Linked DNA regions of Mus musculus: region 1 is linked to region 2. The links are chromatin contacts, called in public Micro-C maps. All regions are on one chromosome and are shown on one strand. Each heading gives the region's core, a stretch centred on a gene start, on an enhancer-like site or on the middle of the called end of the contact. The rest is flanking DNA. Distances are from core to core; before and after follow the strand shown.

Region 1 (5,067 bases), core at 154-2,653, 1.2 Mb after region 2:
CCTGAATATATCATATCCACCCCTCTCCTGCCTCTGGGCCTTTGCTCTTGACATTCTTCTCACCCCCTACTATTAATATAGCAATGTCTTTCTTATCCTTCCATTCATACTTTTCCAGAGATGCCATCCCGAGCTTTCCTGTATAAAGAGGCTTCCAACATCATTACTCTGTGTGGTGGTTTGAATATGCTTGGCCCAGGGCATGGTACTCTTAGGAGGTGTGGCCTTGCTGGAATAGATGTGGCCTTGCTGGAGTACGTGTAGCTTTGTTGGAGTAAGTGTGGCCTTGTTGGAGGAAGTGTTTCACTGTGGGGGTGGGCTTTAAGACCCTTGTCCTAGCTGCCAGGAAGCCAGTATTTTGCTAGCAGCCTTCAGATGAAGATATAGAACTCTCAGCTCCTCCCACACCATGCCTGCCTGGATGCTTCCATGCTCCTGCCTTGATGATAATGGACTGAACCTCTGAACCTGTAAGCCAGCCCCAATTAAATGTTGTCTTTATAAGAGTCGCCTCGGTCATGGCGTCTGTTCACAGCAATGCAATCCCTGAGACACTCTGTATCTTACCACTCTATTTCCACCAGGAAACTGATCAGCATGAAGAGTGTATGCTTGCTCATTTGTCTAGGTTTCTTTCTCTCCATACACCACTCACTCTTCCAAACTCTCCAGTTAGAAGCCTATGCAGCGATTGCTGTAGAGCATGGTACTTCAGGGAGAGCTTGACACACCCATAGCCCATCTGTCTTCCAAGCTCTCTGTACTGTATCTCATCATTTACACTGTAACATTTAATCTTCCCAATTGTCCTCTATGGTGGATTTCTTATTCCCATGCTTTCAGTAAGGAAACTGATTTCAGGGGTAAGATGACCTACCTACCTACCTACCTACCTACCTACCTACCTACCTACCTACCTACCAAAACTACATGGACACTGGGAGTTATGGAGGAAGAAAGCTAGCCACAATGATTATCTAGTTTTTCACTCTGATGACATGGCTGAGAAGTACCCGGGGATTAGAATGCTGGGTGTGTCTGTGGTAGTGTGTCCCTGAGAGGGTTACCTAAGAGAGAAGGACTGTCCTGTGAGGAGGGAGAAAGCCAGGGGTGTGGCCATCCTCTTTCTCAACATTCTGGCCTCCATGATGCAAACTGCTACACTCTGCTTCCTGTCGGCCTCTGTCATGGTCAGCCTCATGTCAGGTCCAAGCCAGACCAGAAAGGAGCCCTCAGAAAGCATAAGCCCAAGATAGCCTTCCTCCAATGCGTTATTTCAGTCAGGTCTTTGTCACGATGACAGTAAACATAGCCAAACTTGCCAGTGTGGGCAGATCTGAGCTCATGGACTGTCTCTCTGCACCATGCTCTCACATCTGAAGCCCATGTCCTGTAGAAGAGCCAGAAGGAACAGGAAAATGTACGCTTCAGTTTCGTCTCTTCTTTCATTTGACCTACTTTGAAGAACAAGTCTCTGATCTTGTGTCAAATAAACAAACCGGTCTACCGTGCTTCAGCAATGGTTTCACTGTTTATGGGTTTCAGGTTTTCCCCAGTATTAAGGATTAAGTCCAGGCTTTCTGAGTGCTAGGTAAGTTCTATGGTTGAACTAGATCTTAGTACTTTTATTTGGGGAAAACACCCAAACAGATGGCTGCTTCCCCAGTCTTCACGCTCGGTATAGGAAAAGGTATGTATGTGGTCTGAATCAGGCCTGGCAGCACCTCTCTGTCTGCCTGTCTATCTGTCTCTCTCCCCCTCCCCCTCTCTCCCTTCCCTTCCCCCCTCTCTCCCTCTTCCTCTCCTCTCTCTCACTATTCTTCCCCCTCCCCCTCCCTCCCTCCCCACCTCTCTTTCTCCCCCCATTCCGCTCCCTCTGAACCTCTCTCCCTCTTCCTCCCCTCCGCTTCCCCCTCCTCTCTCTCTCTCTCTCTCTCTCTCTCACACACACACACACACACACACACACACACACACACACACACACACACACACACACACATGCACCTGCTCGCTCTTGTACTCTCTCTTGGAGCTTTGCTTGAGCTCTGGAGACAAGAATCCCCCCCCTCCCCTCAGGATTCTAATTCTTTATTGCTGTAGTAGCCAGGAGCTGCAAGTGGTCATCTTCAGTCTCATGGAATCTTCTGGAAAGAGAAACTGGACAGATTGATGGGGAGAGACAGAAATGGACTGATCAGCACAGTTTCAACCTCAGAGCCTAGCCATTTACTTATTTTGTTATTTGGTTAGCATTTGCCTCCTCACTATATGGTTCCATAAGCATGAGAATGTCTGCCGTTGCTCCTCTGGCTTCCGGGCTTCCGGTGCAGGTGTGTCCATATGTATGGGGATGAGACTCTTGCTCCCACAGGATAGCAGCTCCCGGCATAATGCTAACATGTAAGAACTAATTTCTATCTATGGCTTTTGGAAGATGCTGCGTGGACATTTGGGGTTTGATTAAAACACAAGGAAGCTCAATTTTAGAGTCTCATTCAACTCAAAAATACATAATGAGTCCTTTAATTTTTTTTTCTTCCAATGAGAGTGGATTGAAACAAGGCAGGGATAATAACGTTCTGGTTGTGCTTTTCAAAAAATGTGGGTCACATCTTAGGCACTATAATTTAATTTGACTCTAATATGTCTTTGAGTACCCTGTCAGATTATAACCTGATTCATCACTCACTTGGTGGCTAAAAATAGAGGGAGATACAAGAGGGTCACATCACTTAGCAAGGAGAGGTTTTTTTCTCAAATTACCGGACATAAATCAGAGGCAGCACGTCACGCACTTCTACCCAAAGCCATACGCTGGATGCCCGGCAACTGTTACCGAATGAAATGACTGTTGAGCTCCAATCAGCGTCATTCAGCAGAGGCAGCCTGAGATGGTCACGTGAGACCGCTTGATAGTCGGGCCCCTAGTGGGCCTCTGCTAATCAGTCCCGGCTGAAGAGGCGTGGGTGCCTGATTACGGGCAGTTTTATCTGGTTTCCAGGGGAGCGGTTGAAACCATGTCAGGGCCTAAGAGGAAGGAAGAAAATACGAGTTTTCTCATGAATATTTCTTGGGGAAAAAAAATCCCTATCTTACACTGTGTCCTAGCTTCCCCCTGGGATAAAATAATAGTAGCCTGTGCACCTGTGCCCCACATCTGCAGTGCGCTAAGTCCTCAGCGAGCCTCAAAGGAGAGGCAGTGGAGAAATTAGGGCTATGACTTGTTATGGTGCTGGCTCAGAAGTAGAGAAGGTGCTGACCTCTGATGCTTCAAAAAGAAGTTCAGGAAGAAGGAATGAAGGAAGAAGGAATGAACGAACACCGTGACCGTAGGCAGAACACAAGGCTGGAGCTGTGGACAGGGACAGAAATGAACATGGATAGAACATAGAACTGTACACTGGGCATGGCAATGTGGTGCCACCCACAGGGTTGGTCAGAGCAGCTTGCTCTAACAGAGCATCGTGGGCCAGGTAGCTTCTAAGCAGCAGACCGTGGTTTCTCTCAGATCAGGGTTCTGGAGTGATATGGTTCAAGGGAAGGCTGTTTGTTGGCTGAGTTTTTGTAACCTCCCAAAAGGCACTGAGTGAGCTTTGTAGACACTTAGAAGCAGCCAGTTTGTCTCCATCATAGTAAAGAAAGCAGGGTGCTCCATGAGTGCCCAGGGCCCCCTGGCAACCCTATGACCTAAATTCAAGAACTATATAGCTCTGCCAATGATAGTTTCTTATAGAAACATGGAAGGATCTGGCAGGGTACACTTGACTGTCACCCAATACTTGGGCTCTATCACACATATCACCTTTTCTCTTTCTGAATCATTCATTCATATATATATATATATATATATATATATATATATATATATATATATATATGAATGACTCAGAAATATATATGATTATATGTGATTCATATATATATTTGATTTCCAGGATACCTGGCTCTTATACCCCTATTATTGGTGAGGGAAAAAAAAGTTACTGCTGTTATCAGATAGCTAAAGATATCCACTTGCTAAGAAGAACACTAAATGGTGCATTTCCTTGACTGGATGGAGGGTTTGCTGCGGAATGTGGCCAGGGAATGTGATCTGAAAATGCCACCTCTACTCAGCCACCCGGGTCTGTTGAGGATCTTTGTAAAAGCACCCCCTTCATGTGTGCTGCATGCTGCATCTGTGTGCAGGTGTGTGCACCTGTGCCTGTGCACGTGGAGGCCAGAGGGGGATGCTCTGGCCCTGCTCTAACACCTAGCCTTACTCCTTTGCTCTAAGCTGGCGGCCACCAATCCCCAGCTATATCCCGTCTCTGCCAGTGTTCCAGCTGTCGCCGTACCTAGTCTTTTACCTGGGGGGTGGGACTAGAAGTCAGGCTCTCAAGCTTGTACAGCAAACGCAGTTAGTCACCGAGTCGCAGTTCCGCATCTGTTGAGGAATTCTTGTCTCCTCCCACTTGCGGGATTGTTCCTCCCTAACTCTCCGTTTACCATTCAGTACTGTCTGTGCAATGTTGGTCTTGACCACTGGAAGTTCTTTTATTTTATGCAGCGATTCCTAGCGCTCTTTTCTAATGTCTCCCCATACTGACTTCCAGGATTAAACAAATCACCCTTCTGTGAGGAAAAATCACGCAATGTGGTTTAACGCAGTTTATTTCCTTCCAGTCTTTTAATATTTTCTCCTGACTTGAGTTTTTTTTATTAGTGGTGTGCATATATGTGCTACTGCCATCACACGTGTGCAGGTCAGATGACAGCTCTCTGGAGTGGGTCCTTTCCTGTCTCCCTTACATGAGCTCTGGGCATCAACTCAGAGCATCAGGGTGAGGCAGTAAGAACCTTTGCCTGCTGAAAACAAAGCCCCTGTTTCTCTGAGACAGGCTTTCACCATGTAGCCCAGGTTGGCCTTGAACTCAAGTTCCTCCCACCTCAGCCTCCCAGGAACTGAGATGACAAGTCTATGCTATCAAGCAATATGAACTCATATCTCTGTTGTTTTCCTCAAGCTATGGAAAAATATTACAGATTTCCATCCGAATCCATGAGGAACAGGTTTAAAGAGGG
Region 2 (4,571 bases), core at 1,756-4,255:
ATTGTCTCATAGGTTGTCACCAAATTTATTCTCTAGACCACACCCAGATGATCACCAGAACTATAGCAGGAGAATAAAAGATACGGGCTCATGGAACCAAAGACAGAGTGACCAACTCCGCACCTGAGTGGCATGAAGACCCTAAAACCTTCAGTTAGTCCTCTGTGACTCGACTTTCTTGTCTGTAAGCTGTGGGTAACAAGAAATCCACCAGAGAGGTGGATCTCAATTACTTCTCTACTGCTGTGATGAAACACCATGACCAAAGCAACCTGACGGGAAAGGGTTCACTTGGCTTACACGTCCATCCCATAGTCAGTCACTGGAAGGAGTCAGGGCAGGAACCTGGAGGCAGGAGCTGATGCAGAGGCCACGGAAGGATGCTGCTTACTGTCTTGCTCACATGGCTCACTTAGCCTGCTTTCTTCTATAACTCAGGACCACCACCCCAGGGATGGCTCCACCCACCATGGGATGTGAAACTCCCAAACCCTTTAGTTAATTAATAAAATACTTAACAGCTGAATTTTTTAAATTTTATTTATGTATTATTTATATGAGTATACTGTTGCTGTCCTCGGACACACCAGAAGAGGGCATCAGACCCCATTACAGATGGTTGTGAACCACCATGTGGTTGCTAGGAATTGAACTCAGGACCTTTGAACGAGCAGCTGCAGCTGTTAACCACTAGCCCAGAGTTCCAAAGTCCTTCTGAAATCCTCCAAAACACATGGTCAAGTTTGTCACAGCAATGCCTCAGAATCTTGCAACCGATTTATCTTATTTACTTTTCTACTCCTGAGATGAAGCACCAGGACCAAAAGCAACTTGGGAAGGAAAGGGTGGGGAAGTCTTACAGCTCCGAGAGGAAAGGTATCCATCCAGGCAGTTGGGAGCCAAGGAATGCCATAAAGTCACACTACTAAAGAGGAGAAGCAGCAAAGAACAGAGCAGGAGGCAAACTTTATATAGGATTTCTTGAGGGGCAGATCTTTCCATGGTGGCCTGGGATTGGTGTGATTCTGTGGCCTTATTTTTTTCCCCTCTATAGTGTGGAGCTTGGGCAATTGCATCTCAGGGGGTTGGAAACAGGCTTTAGAGCAGTTAGAGTCGTCTTGGGGATGGGGTCTGGCCACTTGCATGCCTCTACGGGCTTACGAAGGGTTTATTTGGCTTCTACTTCTAATCATAGTCCAACACTGAAAGATATAATTGGCAGGAATTCAAAACAGGCTGGAATCTGGAGGTAGGAGCTGATGCAACGTTCATGGAAGAAGACTGCTTACTGGTTTGCTCATTATGGTTCGCTCAGCCTGCTTTCTTACTAGGACCACCAACCAGCCCAGAGATGGCACCACCCACAATGGGCTGAGCACGCCTCAATAAATCACCAATCGTTAATTAAGAAAACACCCTACAGCCAAATCTAATGGAGTCATTTTCTCAATTGAGATTTCCAGGTTTTTGTTTTGGGTTTTGGTTTTTGTTTTTGTTTTTCTTTTTGTTTTTTTTTTGTTTTGTTTTGTTGTTTTTTCCTTTTTCTTTTTCAGATGACTCTAGCTTGTGTCAACTTGACCTAAGACATAGCCAGCACAAGTTGGATGCAAGAATTAAGTTAACTGAAACAACTGGACTACATAAAGGGGTGTTTGGCACAAAGCAAGCACTAAATAAGAAAGAGAACAGGAAAATGAAAACAAACTGGGTGTGGTTGTGCACACCTGTAATCTCGGCACGAGGAAAGCTGAGATGTGATGACTCCCAGGCTAGCCTGGGCTACACATAAAACCCTATAGAAGGAGGGAAGGGGATGAAAGAGTGAAAAGGCAGAGAGTTGGGGGCAGCAGGGAGATGGGGAAGAAAAGCAGTTTCAAAATAAATAACAAGCTTAGGTTAACCCTTTCATGACTTTGAAACTTTCCCCATGATCCAGACAATCTCCAAGCTTTATATCTCAGACTTCTGGTTGTCACAAATCTACATCTCCTGTGTGTTTAAAGGACAAATAAAGACTGACACTACACTATCCAAACCCAGTCACACCTTTACCTCCTGGGGCCTCCCAGTGGCTGGAAGTACAAGGCCACAGACATTGCACTCTCCAGAATTGTTTGGCATCTGTGGAACCCCAGCCAAGTTACACACCGCTCTGTGCCTGAGCTTACTCATCAGAGAAAGGGACGGCGGCGATTAGACACAAGCCTGCTTGCCTCCAGGTCCTCCGCCCATCTCCCTGAGTTTCCTGTTGTCACTAATGAGAACTGCAGAGAAATTTAAGTGGTTGTTTGTTTGTTTGTTTGTTTTAAATAGAGAAGTGGTGTTCTCTTCCTGTTCACAAGAACCTTGGGCAGTACTTCCTTAGCCCAGCCTCCCCTGTGACACCGGACACTGCCATATTGGGCAAACCCTTTGCATTTCAGCTTTGAGAGTGTGACTCACGGTTCCTTTTGTTTCTCTGGCATGTTAACATCCTGGATGAATAGGCCACCTCACTGTCTTCTAGTTAGCTTTATAACCCTCAATTATGCATCAAATTCCTTTTCTGATACTTAAGATACCTTATTGATATCTTAGTGCTCTCTCTCTCTCTCTCTCTCTGCCTCTGTGTGTGTGTGTGTGTGTGTGTGTGTGTGTGTGTGTGTGTGTGTGTGTGTGTGTGTGTGTGATCTCAAATGTGAAATGGCTGGGATTGGTGGTCACACCTGTGACCTTGGTTCTTGGGAGGTAGAGACAGAAAGCCAGGGAGTTAAAGAGCATCCCCAACTGCATAGCAAGTTCAAGGCTAGCCTGGGCTACATGAAACAAACAAACAAACAAATACTGGGAAAATGTATAGATGGCAAGTTAGGACCCAAAGCACAGCCTCATATAGACTAGACGGAATTCTAAAGGCCCACCAATGAGAACAAACAGAAAGAAAGAAAAACCACTCCTGTCTAAAAAAGGAACTATTTAAGGGCATATTAGCAAGATTATAAATACACAGAAGGAAGCCAGTCTACTCCATGTGACACCAGAGAAGCAGCTATAACTCTCATGTTCAACCCCACCAGTAAAGGCCAAATGAGAACCTGGGCTCCCTGCCCCCAAACCAGGACATGTCCGGTACTGTGGCAGTAGTTAGTTAACCCACTCTGTGCTCCAGACGGGTTGCAAATGTACCCGTCCAAGAGCTGTCTGGATTCATGAATGAAAGACACACACACACAACCACACACACACACCACTTAATTTTAAATATATGCTGCCTTGACTAGTTCAAAGGTTGGGCAATTCTACTCTCCACCCCCACCCCCAACCCCAACCCCCTCACCCCCACCCCTCTGGCTAACTAGCACACATTTCCCTCTGGCACTCCTGGCTTAACGCCCTCTAATTCTATATTTTATCTTTGTTGCCCTGGCTCCTTCTGGGTGGCTTCCTAGTCTTTGCTGCCCAAGACGTTTCTGGGCAGCCCTTCGTGGGACCACATTCCTTCTCACCTACGTTTGGGGTAATTTTCCTTCTGCAGCTCTAAATCTGGTTTCCCTCCGAATCTTGGTGATCCTCCTTCCTCTCTTCAAAGCATTAGAACAAATTCCTACCACAGTTCCTAACCGGCCTCCACATAGGACTTAGTGAGGAATCGCCCCGACCATCCTCACTGGAGGGTAATAAGACCATCTCCCGTTGGGGGATGGTTTTGTGCACTCTGTGTTTAAGTGTTGGTCTCTGGGCCCAGAGATCGGGTTGCAATCTACATCTTGGCATTTTCATGAAGCATCTCCTGTCTCAATGTTGTATACAAATTGTTCTCTGACACCTCAGACTGGTTAATAAAACAGATCAGCCTATAGCTGGGCAGGAGAGATAAGGAGGGATTTTGGATCCCGTTGAGGGAGTCCTGGGAAGAGAGAGGAAAGAGAGAGGGGTCGCCATGAGGACACAGATAGAGCAGAAGCAGCCAGGGCAGGTAGCATGGCACGTGTCTGGGAAAGGGCCAGCATAGTTGGGTTAGAATATCTGTCTAGCTATAGAAGCTTATTCATAAATATACTAGATCTCTGTGTCATTATTCATGAACAAGGGCAATGTATAAAAGCCCCAGACGATGCTTTTACAGTCTCCTCCTCCTGGTTGCTGAGGGATCATTAGAGGCCTGGTGGATGATCACGATTCTCATTGTCCTGTGGTGTTAGCATGTGAGAGCTGTGTGACGAGTTACTCCTACTTCTCTAGGTCCTGTAGTATCAACACAGATCTGGTGAGACCCACGATCAATGGAAGGACCTGCTCCCTCCACTGTGTGACGCCTGGCACGAAGTTGGGGATGGTCTTTTCCTCAAACTCAGTAGAAATGGGGTAACTGGCACCCCTTTTCTCTGCCAGAGCAGTAACAGAGAGAGCTACTAAAACGGAAGATCTGAAGGCTATCCAGAGACTCATAACACTAGTCTAATGTCCACGTTACATTTTTAAATATAATACTCATTCCCAGATTCAGAAGTAAACAATAGTCAGCAAGCACACACAGCCACATTAGCTGTGACCTCAGTGCCTGATAATAGCAACGTAACAGGAAAAGGGTT

The links. A called contact is a pair of places that touch in the nucleus more often than the background predicts.
Region 1: a contact with region 2 is called in a Micro-C map of the G1E-ER4 cell line. The contact joins two enhancer-like sites. A contact is called at or near these places in 7 of 484 Hi-C or Micro-C datasets (the G1E-ER4 cell line, embryonic stem cells, epidermal suprabasal cells and 3 more).

Annotation. Positions count from the first base shown.
Region 1 is chr10:94,246,843-94,251,909 of GRCm38.p6, forward strand. No RefSeq gene overlaps it. Among named protein-coding and RNA genes, the nearest start is that of Gm32749, 11 kb to the left of the region's middle. Within about 2 kb of position 1,404, at least 74 of the 459 cell types and tissues checked have an H3K27ac peak or open chromatin away from gene starts, as enhancers often do. A contact at or near this core is called in the G1E-ER4 cell line, where this site is marked.
Region 2 is chr10:93,093,001-93,097,571 of GRCm38.p6, forward strand. It overlaps Gm32468 (predicted gene, 32468), which reads left to right. Exons shown (of 3, transcript NR_168584.1): 3 at 37-526. Among named protein-coding and RNA genes, the nearest start is that of Gm32468, 11 kb to the left of the region's middle. Within about 2 kb of position 3,006, at least 96 of the 459 cell types and tissues checked have an H3K27ac peak or open chromatin away from gene starts, as enhancers often do. A contact at or near this core is called in the G1E-ER4 cell line, where this site is marked.